Linked DNA regions of Mus musculus: region 1 is linked to region 2. The links are chromatin contacts, called in public Hi-C maps. All regions are on one chromosome and are shown on one strand. The core of a region is the stretch at or near the end of the contact, and the rest is flanking DNA. Distances in the headings are between cores, read along the strand shown.

Region 1 (7,173 bases), core at 3,834-6,333, 78 kb after region 2:
CCAAGACAAGGCAGCCCAGTTAGAGAAGGAGATCCAAAGGCAGGCAACAGAGACAGAGACATAGACAGCTTCCACTCCAATTGTTATGGGACTGACATGAAGACCAAGCTGCACATCTGCCACATATGTGTAGAGGATCTAGGTCTAGCCCTCGCATGCTCTTTGGTAGTGGTTTAGTCTCTCTGAGCCCCCATAGACCTAGATTACTTGACTGTATAGGTCTTGGGTGTCCTTGACCCCTTTAGCTCCCTCAATCCTTCCCCAAATTGACTCTTCTACAAGACTTTAAGGAGACCTAAATGATATATCTCTGGGCTATGGTAACCAAAATTTGACTCCAAAAGAAACTCTTATTCCATTTGGGGTGAGAGTTGGGTTTGTTAGGGTTTTGTTGCTGTTTTATGTTTACATCAATGCTAAAGTGGGGAGCCAGTGAGAAGTGGTTAATAGGAGGCCTTGAACTAGTAGTCAGAGAGACCAGGATCAAATACCTGCCTGCTGATTTCTCCAGGCTCAGGTCAACCATTCTACTTATGACTCTTTTTCTGACTCCCTTCATTGAGAGAAAAACTTAACCCCTCAGATCTCTGCTCCAAGAGTACTTGTCAGAGATTGTGCAATCCCTCCTTCAAATCCCCCTGTATCACTGTCTGTCCTCTGAATGTGTCTGTTTTTACCACTTAACTCAGAGACTTGCTGATTTGTTTATTGTCCATCTTTCCTAATGGCTGCACAAGCTCTCTGTGGTCAGTGGTATCACATGGTGTTATTCGCTGATGTCCCTTCACATTTTAGTATAGCATTGGGGACAGACCAGGTACATAAGACACATTTCTTGAAAAGCCACTGCTATAAGTATCTTCATTTCTTTCTGTGGGTATGGAACATGAACATCTGGGATCATTGCCAAGGCAGTTTTACTAAATGCAGGGTAGCATCAGTGTATGACTGTGATGCAGTTCAGATCAGTTGGCAGATTTATACTCAGGGCAGAACTTCTGGAAGGACTCTTCTTCTGGAAGACTCTATCAAAGGCTGTAAGAAGGGCTGCCCACTTTCCAGGTCTAAGAGCAGATTAGTCACTTGGGGAAACTTAGGAAACACACAGCTGTCCAGGCTCTGCTGTGATCACTCTGACCAGAGCTTGAGAACTGGAGTGCTTTCAATATGGCAGCAGCCTTGGCATCTCACTTGCTAGAGTTGGGAAAGTGGCAGTTCCAGAGAGAGTTGTCGGGAAGCAAGGATTCATGAGAAAATTTCACCATTACTCTAAGGAATGCACATTTCCTGTGTGAATTCTCTGTTACCCATAATGACATCTTAATTCTAAGTGATGCAAGGGGAGTGCAGAACAAACCGACACAAACCTGAGAGACCTGCTGGCAAGGAACAGGCAACTTGGTCAGCTTAAAAGCCTTGTCTAGCCATACCTACAGCCTTCAAGGTTCAGTTCTGCAGATAAGGACTGTAATGTAATAGTCCTTCTAACAGATAGACTTCTGTTTCTAAGCCTGGCATTTCTGGGAAATTAGGTTGTGCAAGCTTGCAATATGGTTTGTATATCTGAGTGTTTAACCGTTTCACTATTACATCTGGAGCTTTAATAGTGTACACCTAATAAGCAAACAAGTGGCCTCTTTCTTACACTTCCTTTTATGAACAAAATGTTTGCATAACTGTGGATCCCCTGCAGTGCAGAATGCTGGGGCCAACAATTAAATCCATAGGACAAACAAACCAAAATGATTACATATTTACAAAAACAAGTGTATGTGTAAGTACCTAGGCTGATACTTTCTATAGTAATTACCAATACTGGTGTTGTCCAACACCATTAATCACGCTTAAATTTAATGAAAACTGAATTGCAAGTTTAGTTTAGCAGTTGACGAGACTCATTTCTGAGGCTCAGTAGCCACTCAGGTCTGGCAGCCACAGTGTTGAGACAGGCGTAGAAAATGCGTTTTACAGACACATCTATGGAACAGCTGGGAATTTACTAGAAGTGTTTTTACGGGGCTTGGCAAGCTCTTGGAAACTGACAACCTGTGAACGGTGAACTTTTCCCTGAAAGGGCAAAATAAATGTAAAGTCCCAGTGGGAGTTTTGGTAGCTTTTTGTCATCTTGGATGTTTACAAAGGAACTGTCATTTACTAACAGAAAATCATCAATATGTGGACTAGCTAGTTAAAGTGGCTGTATGTGGAATTTGGAATTTGGAAGGTCGTCTCCTGGGCATGACAGATCTTTGCCACCTTTCTGGTGATGACAGCCATGCCTTTCACTGATTCTGCTCCTTTACCAGGGCAGAGAGAAAAGATGGGACATGGTTATATTTTAAGATTAGCATCTGCATTATAATGCTCAAAGAAAAGAAACCATTTTGATTGCCAACCTGAAAGAGTCTAGACTTACCTATCAAACAAACCTCTGGGTTTATACGTGAAGGTTTAGATTGGGTTAATTTACATGAGAATGCCTACCCCTTTTTGTGGGTGACACCAGTATATGGGTTGTCATTCCAAACTGAATACAAAGGAGAAAGTAAGATGAACATTTGTATCTCTTTGCCTTCTGACCTGGAATAGAGTGGGAACATCTGCCTCATAGTCCTGCTGTCACAACCTCCCCAATATGATGGACAGGAGTCTCAAACTGTAAACAGAATTAAAGCCTTGCTTCCTGATGTTGATTTTGTCACAATAGTAAACTAACTAATGAGAGTATTGAATGTGAGTATGAACTTGTTCACCTCTCCTTCCTTTAGCAAAGACAATCTGGCTTCTACAAAGGCAGGAACTATATTGTAACCTTAACCTTGGTGTTCCTCCGGGATGGTTGCTTGTGTGGTTTTACACCAATTATTTTACCTCTCTGAATTCCAGTTATCTAGCGAGATGGGGTCATAATGCCTAGGAAATCTGTTTAAATAATGATAGGAGATGTGTATGGAGAGATGGACTGAGGCTGTACCTTCCCCCACCCTTACCCGACATCATCATCCAATGCATCGTAGTCCCACACTCATTCCCTTCCTCCCTCCATAACTTTCATTTTTACGGCATGGCTGAAAGGAATGTAATTTGATCAAAATAATTCTCTTTAAAGGCTCCAAGATGAATACAGCTCAAAAGGTTTGGAAAGAAGAGGCTGGATTATCCTAATCATGTCTCATTATGGCAAATTTCAGTCACTTAATAACACCAGACCCTCTGGTGGCGTAGAGAGGAAGACATGCATTTTCGAGTTGTTGGCTGATGATGTGGGGTTGGCTTCTGGTTCTCTGGCCTCTGTCTTCCCATTCAGCTCTTTGCCTCAGAAGCCCCTTCCACCCTTAGGTCCTGAACCCTCTAAATTGAAGTCAGGCCTCCAAACTCTGAAAAGGGGGTCGCATTTCTTCTTTTCCTCCTCCGTGTAGGTAAGGGCATTCTTCGACTTGGAGATTCAATGCTATGCTATATGCCCTACCCCTGGACAAGGAGCTCCCCCTGCAAGATATTCTGTATAGACAGAGGCCAATATTCCAGCATCCATGTCAGTCTTTAGGAATTTCCTCCCTTTCAATAATCCCTGGGTAGTCTCTCATTACCTTTTGGATCTGGTCCAAAGGTTCTTTTTAATTATGAATCCGACTATTTGTCTCCATTTCATCTCTCTGGAAGTGGCATGCCGTTTCTCTCTGACTAGGAGGCAGCAACTTAGCACGTCTAACATTTCTTCAGTCTTTGACAGCCACGCCTGAGACCTTGAGGCAAGAAAAACCAGGCTGAAATCGAGAAGAGCAATTGTTTTGTAATGGGGAGGATGAAGGACAAATGAATGCTCTACTTCTGCAATGTGTGTGCATGTGTATATATCAGCTGGGGCTGAATGAGTTCAATTTAATCCTTTTCAAACACACAGTGAGCATCTCCTGGGATAGGGGCATGCTTACTTTATAGCTTATAGACATGTATCATGTGCAGAAGAAGTCAAAGTTTGGTTGGTCAAGAAAAATATGAAATCAGTTTTATTTAACTTAAAAATGAAAGTGTGTGTACGTGCATGCACACACACATGTGTTGATGTACATTAACAGATGTTAGGTGGGATTTACTGAAAGGATACTAGAACAGTCTTAAAAAAATATTCAGGAATACCATAGACCCATAGACATAGGATGGGGCCTTTGGGATTTTATCAGTCAAATTATAGTAGGGTAAAACAATGTCATTTTAGACTTCCAAACATAACACATTGAATATAGAGAAGTTACTCTCTAACCTGGGAAATGATGAGAATTCAAACAGTGGTTACAAACATTCCAGGACAACAATAGCAAAAAGCTTACAATGGCCAAGGATGCATGGAAGATGTGATGAGTAATGCTCAAATTAAGAAGAGGGCTCAGTACTAAAAGCCAGAACTAGAATTAGGAACAATGAGGTGGGATGCTTATTTTTGAACTGAACTGAAGCTAGTGGCTGAGACCAAACAATTGCTGAAGATACCAGAGGAAAACGAAATGATGTGAAGGGGTCCCTGGATTTTTTCTCTTTTTTTGCCATTGTCTTCTATCCATGTTTTGCATTGGCTAGGACATGCCATTCCCTGTACAGCCAGTAGAGAAGAATGAAGGATTTTCGAGGAATCAGGCAGAGTTATGAGCCCTTGCCATCAAGATTCAAGAACATTATTCTAGTGCAACTCAGCCCAGTTATCTGTGGTCCCTGGCTTTTTCTCTTCCAAGTTCAAGTTAGGAATGTGATAGCCATGGCTTGATTTGGGTGATCTCTTTGGATGTCTGGCTATGAGCAAGCTCATAGTACATGATGATCAAGGCGTCACACTAGCTGCAGTCTGGGTTTAAATCATGGATGTGTCTCTCATTGGCTGAGTGATTTTGGAAAGAAAATTTGGCCACAGCATTGTTTTTCCAATGAAGGAGATAACCCTGTTCTTCTCACAGTTCTCTTAGACCTGTGGTAAGGCCACCCTCCTCCCACAAACTCCCCACATATATACCGACATCAACCTGGTCAGAATTGTTTACTTTAAGCAATCCTGTGGTGTCCTTGTGTATGCCATGACCTAGTTCCTGTCAGGTCAGTAGCATTTCCCCATCACATAAATAAGCCTGCTGTAATACAAAAGTGCAGTGACCAGCGTGACACAGAAAGTAGGATTAAAATTTAATCCATGAATCTCCACGTGGGGCTAGGGTGGTGATGCAATACTCATTCATGTGAAGGGAAAGTAAGTGTTCCCCTCCTTCTGAGCATGCAGCAGAGCCATCTAAACACTGTATCAGGAAATATGGTATATCTAGATATCACAGTTTGGGCAGGAGTAGTGGTTAGGAAAGGAACTGAAAGATCCTTAAGTAGCCCTAGAGAAATGACCACACTCCCTTTGGAAAGCTGGTACTGGTCTATAGGAAGTCCTTACATGTTAATGAGAAGAGATTGAAGGAGATCTGGGTGCTCTATAGACCCTGGTCTTAGGGGAGGGCTTTGTATGGGCTTTACTATTAGATGGAAAACACTTAGCCTTGTTTCTATTCTTCAACATATCCCACATGGTGAAGGTGTTTTCTCTTTCTGGGGTCTTCAACTTCTTTAATTAATTTTTCTTTGCCTCTGTTTATCATAATCACTTATCTACGTACTTGGCTTTGGATTGCTTTGGGTTGATGCTTTGATTCATTTCTTTTCGCTTTTCTTGCCTCTTTTGTCTTCTTGTCATCGTCTTTAAGCAATCTGGTACAACTATCCATCTACATTGCATTGTAATAGATGACGTTTGGAATCTAGCAATGATTAAAGTGTACAGAAGGCTATCTGTTGGTTATATGCAAACTTCACACAGTTATGTAAAAAGAGCTTGAATACCTAGAGACTTTGCTCTTCATGGGAGTTTTCTAGAATCAGTTCTTCTTGAACACTGAAAAATCCTAGTATATGCATATGTCTTCACAAGGCTGTCCTTCAAGTATGCCTGTCTCATCCAATGGAATTATCTTTTTTTACATATCTTTGTTCAAATTTCCATCATTTGCTAAAAACAATGCCAAAAGTCACTCTCTTAAGACTCATGTGGAACCCATGATAATCAAATCCTAATGATTACACTTTCTAAGCCACTATTTTCAAATACATCTTATTCACAGATATGTGTAAATATGACTTGTTAGCTGACACAGTTCAACCCACAGGACCTACTATTATGCACTCAGCATTGCTAACCTGTTACTGGTGTTACCTCTATGAACTCCTTTCTTCAAGGCACCCTCAAACCATGGGGACCAGCAAAGAAAGTCTTTCTTTATACCTGGCCTTCAGACTTATAGCCTTTGTCTCCCTCTTCCCTGTAGAGTTAAACATTTCTCATTTTTTAAAAAATATTATTTTAATCAGTACAACATGTATATGTCTAATCTCCAGGGAATAGAAATTTAGCTCCGTGGCATATCTATGCAAACGTCTGCCAGAACGAGGCTGATCTGCTAGCTCAGGATTTAATAATAATAAATGGGGAAGAGAATTAAATTAGAGAGAACAAGAATAATCACCCGTCTCAGGTTCTCTTGGAAAAAAAAATTCAATCGCTTTCTGGGGAATCCTTACTCTTCACGGTTCCAGCACTCAACTCAATTTTCTCTCTGAAAACTAGTAGATTCAAGCGCCTTCCTGGAAAAAAAAACTGAATTAAAGCTATGCTGGAAAACTTTCAAGGACCCAAGAGAGCACAATCCAGCCTTGCTGGCTACCAGGTCTCTGTCCCAAGCATTCGACCTTGCCCTGTGGTGTGAATGCAGATAGAAATAATACACAGGGAAACAACCTGTTTGTGTTCCTAGAAAACTTTATTTACAAAACCAGGTAGGTAGCATGCTGGTTTTGACAGGAGTGACATGGGATCACACAGCATCCCAAGGAATTGAGTCAGAACTAGAAACTGTCTTGATCTTATCCCAGTAATCTCAGTGAGAGATGGTTGGAGCACTCTGCAAAGCCAGTTGCCACTTGCATATTCACCATTCTCTGTACAGCCTATCTCATACATTTTGGAAGAAGTTTGGGGGGAGGGTCTTTCCTATGGACCACATAGCTCTCTAAATATCTTTTGAATGTTCCATCTCCCATGCTGTCACCATCTACTCCAGGAAACACCTTAAATACCGATAACAATAT
Region 2 (6,779 bases), core at 3,142-5,641:
TAATTGCCTTTCCCATTTCCCACCTCCACTTAGTGTTTTGTGTTTGAATTACTTGTTTACAGCTGCCTCCCCAGCTCTTGGGATCTGAGAGATGTTTGGAAAACAGAGAAATCTTACCAGCCTGGGCTCTCTGCTATTGAATTTCATCAAGCAGCTTTCTGAATATATGCAAGGCTTGGGTCATAGATTATAGACTGATTCTCACACCCCACCTCCACCTCCTCATCCCTTTTCCTTCTCTTACAGAGGTTGGATAGCCAAATATCTAATTTCCCAGATTTCCTTGTAGTCAATACTAGGTGAGCACTCATTGTTGGATTTCAGGAGCTAGCCTAAAATGCTTCTGTGAATGGAAGAGAAAAGTCTCAAGAAAACCACGTGTCTTTTTGTTCTGCCTCTTCTGCTGTTTGTAATGTTGATATTCTGCACACAGTGTGTACACAGAAGCCACCTTGTTGCCACCAGGTCCTAAGTAGAACAAGGAAAGCCCATATAGTGGGATGTCATTGCTTGGAAGTCTGGGGCCCTCCTGGCATCCTAGAGCTTTTACTCTGGTCTTCTGCTACTCACCACTGGGATACTGATATTGGGACATAGATAAATTCTGCTTGTTTTCACCACTCTGGTCAGGTTTCTGCTGTGTGTGGTGGGTCCCATATGTAAATGGGACTCTGTGAAAGGATGAGGGACCTTGTGATAAAGGATGTCAGGAGGGCATCAGCCTGAATTTGGACCAAGTCAAAAACTAATATTCATAGTGTCTAAGGATTTGTAGAAACTCAGAGAAGGAGATGGCTTGCTAAAGCAAGCACAATTGAACACTGGCAACATCGACCCACATTCCTCACAGTGCCCCAGTTCCTTTTACAAACATGTTGCAATGTACTGTGCATACAGAAAGTATTAATTTCCTTACTTAGTTAAATAATAATAGCAGAAATGAAGTAAGTGCTGGTGTGTGCGGCTATAATATGATCAAATATGTCCCAAGATAGTTTATACAAATGCAGCATCGGTTCCCTTTCTGCCCTGTGTAGTGTTAGGAGTACTTAGACATCACAGGCATTATTGATTCTTAGCTCAGCACAAATACAGATGGGATGTGTCACCCTCTAAGGAAATGTCATTTGAGAAAATAGATCAATACAGTTAAGTATTCACATTAAAGGAATCCACACTAATGTGCTGGAATAATTGTTCATTGCAAGCAAACGAATATAAAGAGGTTACATAGCTTGGTACAAGAGTACCAGGCTCTGAGATAGTCCTTCATTTGAGTCTCTTCTATAGAGACTCTTCATACACTAATTCTATAAAGAATAAAGACATAATGATGTTGATTTAACCTTGCTGCATAGTTGTTTTTTTTTTTTTTTGAACCACTTAAAAGGGAAAAGAGAAGACAAAATTCTCTGAACACTACTAGACCACCGATATTATACAAATATATAATATTAAGATAATAGTTATGGAAGTTTTCACATAAGATGAAAGAGGAAATGCTCTGAAGATCCAATGTATGTGGTCAGGAAATTTTCATGAACAGGGTGCTACTAGGTGAAGAACATTTGACTTGGGAAAATATCCTTCTTGGCAAGCAAAGTGCAGGATCTATCCATCTTCATCCCTGGGAACACTCCTTTGGGATTTTGCCTGAAAGAGATCATGACATTGTTCAGGAAGTGTCTTTATTCTAGGGGCAAATAAAGAATTCTCTCAAAAAGGGTATAGAAGGACATCAGGACATCATGTTATCACCAGGGAATGGTCTGGTGGCAGAGCTTTTTCAAATAGAATCCTCTCATCTCAGCCCTGAGAGGTGAGGCTATTGTTGACAATGGAATTGTGGCTGTCACCATCATGAGGACATAAACCACCGCTGTAAACTTGGTGGTGTCCAGGACATAGTACATACCCAACAGACATTTATAGAGCTACAGATTAGAGGCAACATTGATGACTGTGCTAAGAACTTGAACTAGAACTTGTGTTCTGTCCCTTTCCTGTAATTTGTAAGTTTTGTGTCCTTGGCCATGTGGCCTCCCTCTCAGGGTGCTGGTACTTTGGACTTGGCTCTGAGCCACAGGAAGAACCAAAAAAAAATGCAACAAATCTCCTCACCTCACATTCCAAGTTCAAATAGCTGTGATATCATAGTATGTTCTTTACTGTAATAGCAAGCATTGCTCTGAGGCATCCATCCTTGTAGTAGGAGCTGGAGTAGGGAAGAAGACCTTAAATTGAGCAAATCATTAGATGCTGAACATACACCCTCCCATCCTGCCTGCTAGCTTTCTAAAGGGGTGTCTACAGCCAGAGCTCCTCTGGGAAGGGAGCAAGGGCAGAGTTCTTTCAGTTGAGTCCCTAGGAAACTGAGCATGGATCCCTCCTGATGTATAAAAATCTGCATGGAGAAAGAAGATGGGATGCAGCCATACTGGGTATATTACAGATAGCAACTGAAAAATGGCAGTCCCCAGGCAACCTATCTGGCCTAAGTAGGCCCCGAAAATTCCTGACTCTCCCATGGCCACTCTATATTATTAAGGGAGGGCTGGACATGAGCATGAACCACCAAGGGACATTAGATAATTATTCTCCTGGCTCTCAGTTTTTTTTTGGGGGGGGGAATAGATGCCAGGAGATTCTAGAAGAAAGGATGAGTGCAGATTGAGTGAGACTCGTCTGCCACAGAGGCCATCAAAAGACCCAGAAAATACAAAGTTGGGACATTAATCTAATTTTTACTGACACTGGGTGCTGCATTTGTTAAAAACAATAGCCACCACCACCACCACCATCATCACCACCACCACAAAATGTCTGTTAAATAAAGAAGCAAATTCTAGTCTTTGCCAATTCTCAAGGTGGCTGAGAATTAAAAATACAGCAGAGAATATTAACACTTCAGAGACATAAAAGAGTGAACTGGCTGGCACACACATATGAAGATATGGTAGTGTGACAGAAGGCCGCATAAAATCTGATTGTTAGATTTTCAGGAATTTTGCAAACTGCAATTGATATTGACATTCTGGCAACCATGTCAGGTCAACATCAGCCTTCAAGTAAGGTATGGCCACAGCTACTTCATGATGCTTGACATTTTAAGTGATGATCATCTGTAGAGTGACCTGTCATGTGCGGGGAGCATTTTGAGCAAGCTGTTCACTAGCCAGAGTGCGTGGACTACTCAGAACTGAATCTCACTACTCAGTCTTAGAGTGGGAAAGAGAGTTGTTTTTGGGGGGGGTGGTCAAAACAGGGATTCTCTGTGTAGCCCTGGGTGTCCTGGACCTCACTCTGCAGATCAGGCTGGCCTTGAACTCAGAAATCTGCCTGCCTCTGCCTCCCAAGCACTGGAATTAAAGGTGTATGCTGCCACTGCCAGGAAGAAAGAGAGGGTTTAACACACCAAGGGGATACCAGGGTTAGGTTTAAGTGAAACCCTTCTGGCTCTAGAGCCCAGAGCCTGTAAACAATGCCTTGGAGCATTCTTAGAGAGGTGCAGGACAGATTTGGGAAGAGCTCCCTCTCTCCTTCCATGAACAGAGAAGTAGAAAAGTGTCATAGAAACTGCCTGGATTTCATGTTGTACAATTCAAAATATAACCCTGAAGTGGAAACTTCTTTGGAAAGTTAGTTATAGCAGATGATGATTTGCTGGGGCACACAGGTGAAAGGATGTCTTGCTAAAGCAAACAAGTGAGAGAGTATTTTCATGAAGCAGGCACAAGTGAAAAGATGTTTAGCTATCACAAACACATGGAAACTTGATGAAAGAGTATAAATGTGACCTCCACAGACAGTGAGAAATGAGCACTGAGCATTGGTTTAATTTGTTCCACTTGCTATTCTTTGCTAAAGACATCCGTGTATTGGTTCATCTTACATAGGATTGTTGAGCTCAACTTGTGATAACTTTGACATTGAGGGAAGCTCCTAAGAACTGCTCAAGAGGTTCCTGTGGCAGCTTGCCACTTCAGCGGCCGAACCTCAGGCTGATTGGTGAGCCTGGTAGTTCCTCCAGGATTGAACTACAGTTTCCTGGTGTCTGCTTGCTGAAAGGACTGGACTGTAGCTGCTGGCTTGTGCCTTGGTGTCTGCCCGCCTAGAGGACGGGTCTGCAGCTGCTAAGTCATATTTGGTGTTTGCTGTGGGACTGAACTGCTGTCCAAGAAGATCAGGCTCACCCCCAAAGAACTACTGCTGAACAGTGACACTTCCTCCATATCCTAATAACTGTTTTCTTCCACAGCCTCTGCTGGGTGGTAGGATAGGGGAAGTAAAAGTAGGCTGAAAAAAAAAATTATGCCTACATAGCCCTAAGTCAGCCCCTAAGCAATACGGTGTGTTTGCACAATCAATTTGACCTTTCTGATTCTCCATGCTCTCATTTGTGAAATGCAATGAAAACAAGGCTCACCTCTCAGAGCAGCCAGCCATGAAACTCACTACAGATTGAGAAAATAAAACTCGCTAGCAAGGTATCTTCAGGAAGTTGGGGCTCCAAGTCTCCTCTGCTGACAAAGTCTGCTTCCTGTGAAGGTGCAATAGTTTACTGAAGAACCAAATGATACTCTAGACAGCACCTAGTCTGAAGAATATGAGGGAAGTGGAATTCAGGACAGGGGACAGAGCAGGGTTCTCTCAAGTTCACATTGAATTATATCCCCAGTTATGCTGAGAATAGCTCTTGTAGGTTCTCTATCCTATCTGGGCTCCTGTATGTTACTTTTACTCTTAATGCCTATACATGACTCCACAGTTACTTCTAAAAACTTCCAGAAGGGCCCAACAGTCTTCCATGGACCCATCCTTCCTCCATCTTTTTCCCTCTTCTACCTGAGTACATGTTTCAGTACATGCCACAGACCACAGCTCTCTAGCTATATCCTTGCATTCAGTATAATGCCTGGCTCTAGGTGCCTGGTCAGATGCCTGGGTGTGTATCTCTCTCTCTCTCTCTCTCTCTCTCTCTCTCTCCATATATATATATACCATCTACTGTCTAGCTATCATCTAGATATCATCTGTCTGTCTATTTGTATGCATGTGTACAAGTATCCCATCACATGAGTATGAAGGTCAGAAGACAACTTATGGGAGTCAGTTTTATTCTTCCATAATGTGGGTTGTAGCTCAAGGCTCATGGCTCTTCTATGCCTACTTTGTTTCTGCTTTGCATCTGTCAGTCATACTGGAAAAAGTTCTGGTGCTTAGAGTGAGCATCTAGGTCTTAGAGGCTCAGGGTTTTGAGGTGGGTTAATTCTAAGCCACATCATCTCTGCCTATTAAGCTGCATGGTGCTTATTCATCTGGAATTTGACCTTTATTTGCTAATCAGAATAAATACAAGCACATGCACATTTTTCATGAGGAATGGCCTAACCCATTGCAGACTTTGTTATTGCTACTGTTATTATTTTGAGTATGATGTTTTATGAAAGAGTTTTCACGGTGTAATTTTGTCTATCCTTAAACTGTGCCTATAAAGAATTTGGGTCAATTATGATTTTTATGCCTCCTATATTCATATTACAAGAAGGTAGAAGCAGTCTGTCTTTCAGATATTATTTTTACCTAGTGTGACTTGCATATTTTTGCTTCTCAATTTTTATAGCACAGATTGAGCCCTTGAGATCCCTTCTCTGTGAGGCACTGGCAAAGCTGTCATTATTGCTATCTGGCTAGTATCATTTCACAGGAGGTCTTGATAGTTTATTTAAAGGAAACTCCAAGGCCAAGTTCTATGATTCTACAGAAGCTTATTGTTACCAGTGGTGTGCTAGTTAGTTTTATGAAACCTGGCAAAATCTATTTGCCATCTGGGAAGAGGATACCCTGATTGATAAAATATCCACAACAAATTTATCTGTGAGCAAGCCTGCAATGCATTTTCTTTTCTTTTCTAATTAGATATTTTCTTCATTTACATTTCCAATGCTATCCCAAAAGTCCCCTCATACCCCACCCCCCCACTGCTCTCTCCCCCATCTCCCACTTCTTGGCCCTGGCGTTCCCCTGTACTGAGGCTTATAAAGTTTGCAAGACTGATGGGCCTCTCTTTCCAATGATGGCCGACTAGGCCATATTCTGATACATATGTATCTAGCAACACTAGCTCTGGGAGATGGGGGGTACTGGTTAGTTCATATTGTTGTTCCACCTATAGGGTTGCAGACCCTTTTAGCTCACTGGGTACTTTCTCCAGCTCCTCTATTGGGGGCCCTGTGATCCAGACAATAGCTGGCTGTGAGCATCCACTTCTGTGTTTGCCAGGCCCCGGCATAGTCTCATAAGAAACAGCCATATCTGGGTCCTTTCAGCAAAGTCTTGCTAGTGTATGCAATGGTGTCAGCATTTGGAAGCTGAATATGGGATGGATCCCCAGATATGGCAGTCTCTAGATGGTCCATCTTTTTGTCTCAACTCCAAACTTTGTCTCTGTAACTCCTTCCATGGGTGTTTTGTTCCCAATTCTAAGAAGGGGCAAAGTGTCCACACTTTGGTCTTCATTCTTCTTGAGTTTCATGCGTTTAGCAAATTGAATCTTATATCTTGGGTATTCTAAATTTCTGGGCTAATATCCACTTATCAGTGAGTACATATTGTGCGAGTTCTTTTGTGATTGGGTTACCTCACTCAGGATGATGCTCTCCAGGTCCATCCATTTGCCTAGGAATTTCATAAATTCATTCTTTTTAATAGCTGAGTAGTACTCCATTGTGTAAATGTACCACATTTTCTGTATCTATTCCTCTGTTGAGGGGCATCTG

Evidence for each region. A called contact is a pair of places that touch in the nucleus more often than the background predicts.
Region 1: a Hi-C map of liver shows a contact between it and region 2, with 2.6 times the contacts expected there. The contact joins two enhancer-like sites. A contact is called at or near these places in 1 of 39 promoter capture datasets (liver), 1 of 15 datasets of contacts at CTCF or cohesin (CD8 T cells), 18 of 484 Hi-C or Micro-C datasets (the AML12 cell line, the C10 cell line, the C2C12 cell line and 10 more), 2 of 115 datasets of contacts at active chromatin or transcription factors (bone marrow-derived dendritic cells and liver) and 1 of 9 other capture datasets (adipose tissue).

What each region holds. Positions count from the first base shown.
Region 1 is chr15:67,419,003-67,426,175 of GRCm38.p6, forward strand. No RefSeq gene overlaps it. Among named protein-coding and RNA genes, the nearest start is that of 1700012I11Rik, 200 kb to the left of the region's middle. Within about 2 kb of position 5,084, at least 14 of the 459 cell types and tissues checked have an H3K27ac peak or open chromatin away from gene starts, as enhancers often do. A contact at or near this core is called in liver, where this site is marked.
Region 2 is chr15:67,341,395-67,348,173 of GRCm38.p6, forward strand. All of the region lies in intron 7 of 1700012I11Rik (RIKEN cDNA 1700012I11 gene), which reads left to right. Among named protein-coding and RNA genes, the nearest start is that of 1700012I11Rik, 120 kb to the left of the region's middle. Within about 2 kb of position 4,392, at least 53 of the 459 cell types and tissues checked have an H3K27ac peak or open chromatin away from gene starts, as enhancers often do. A contact at or near this core is called in liver, where this site is marked.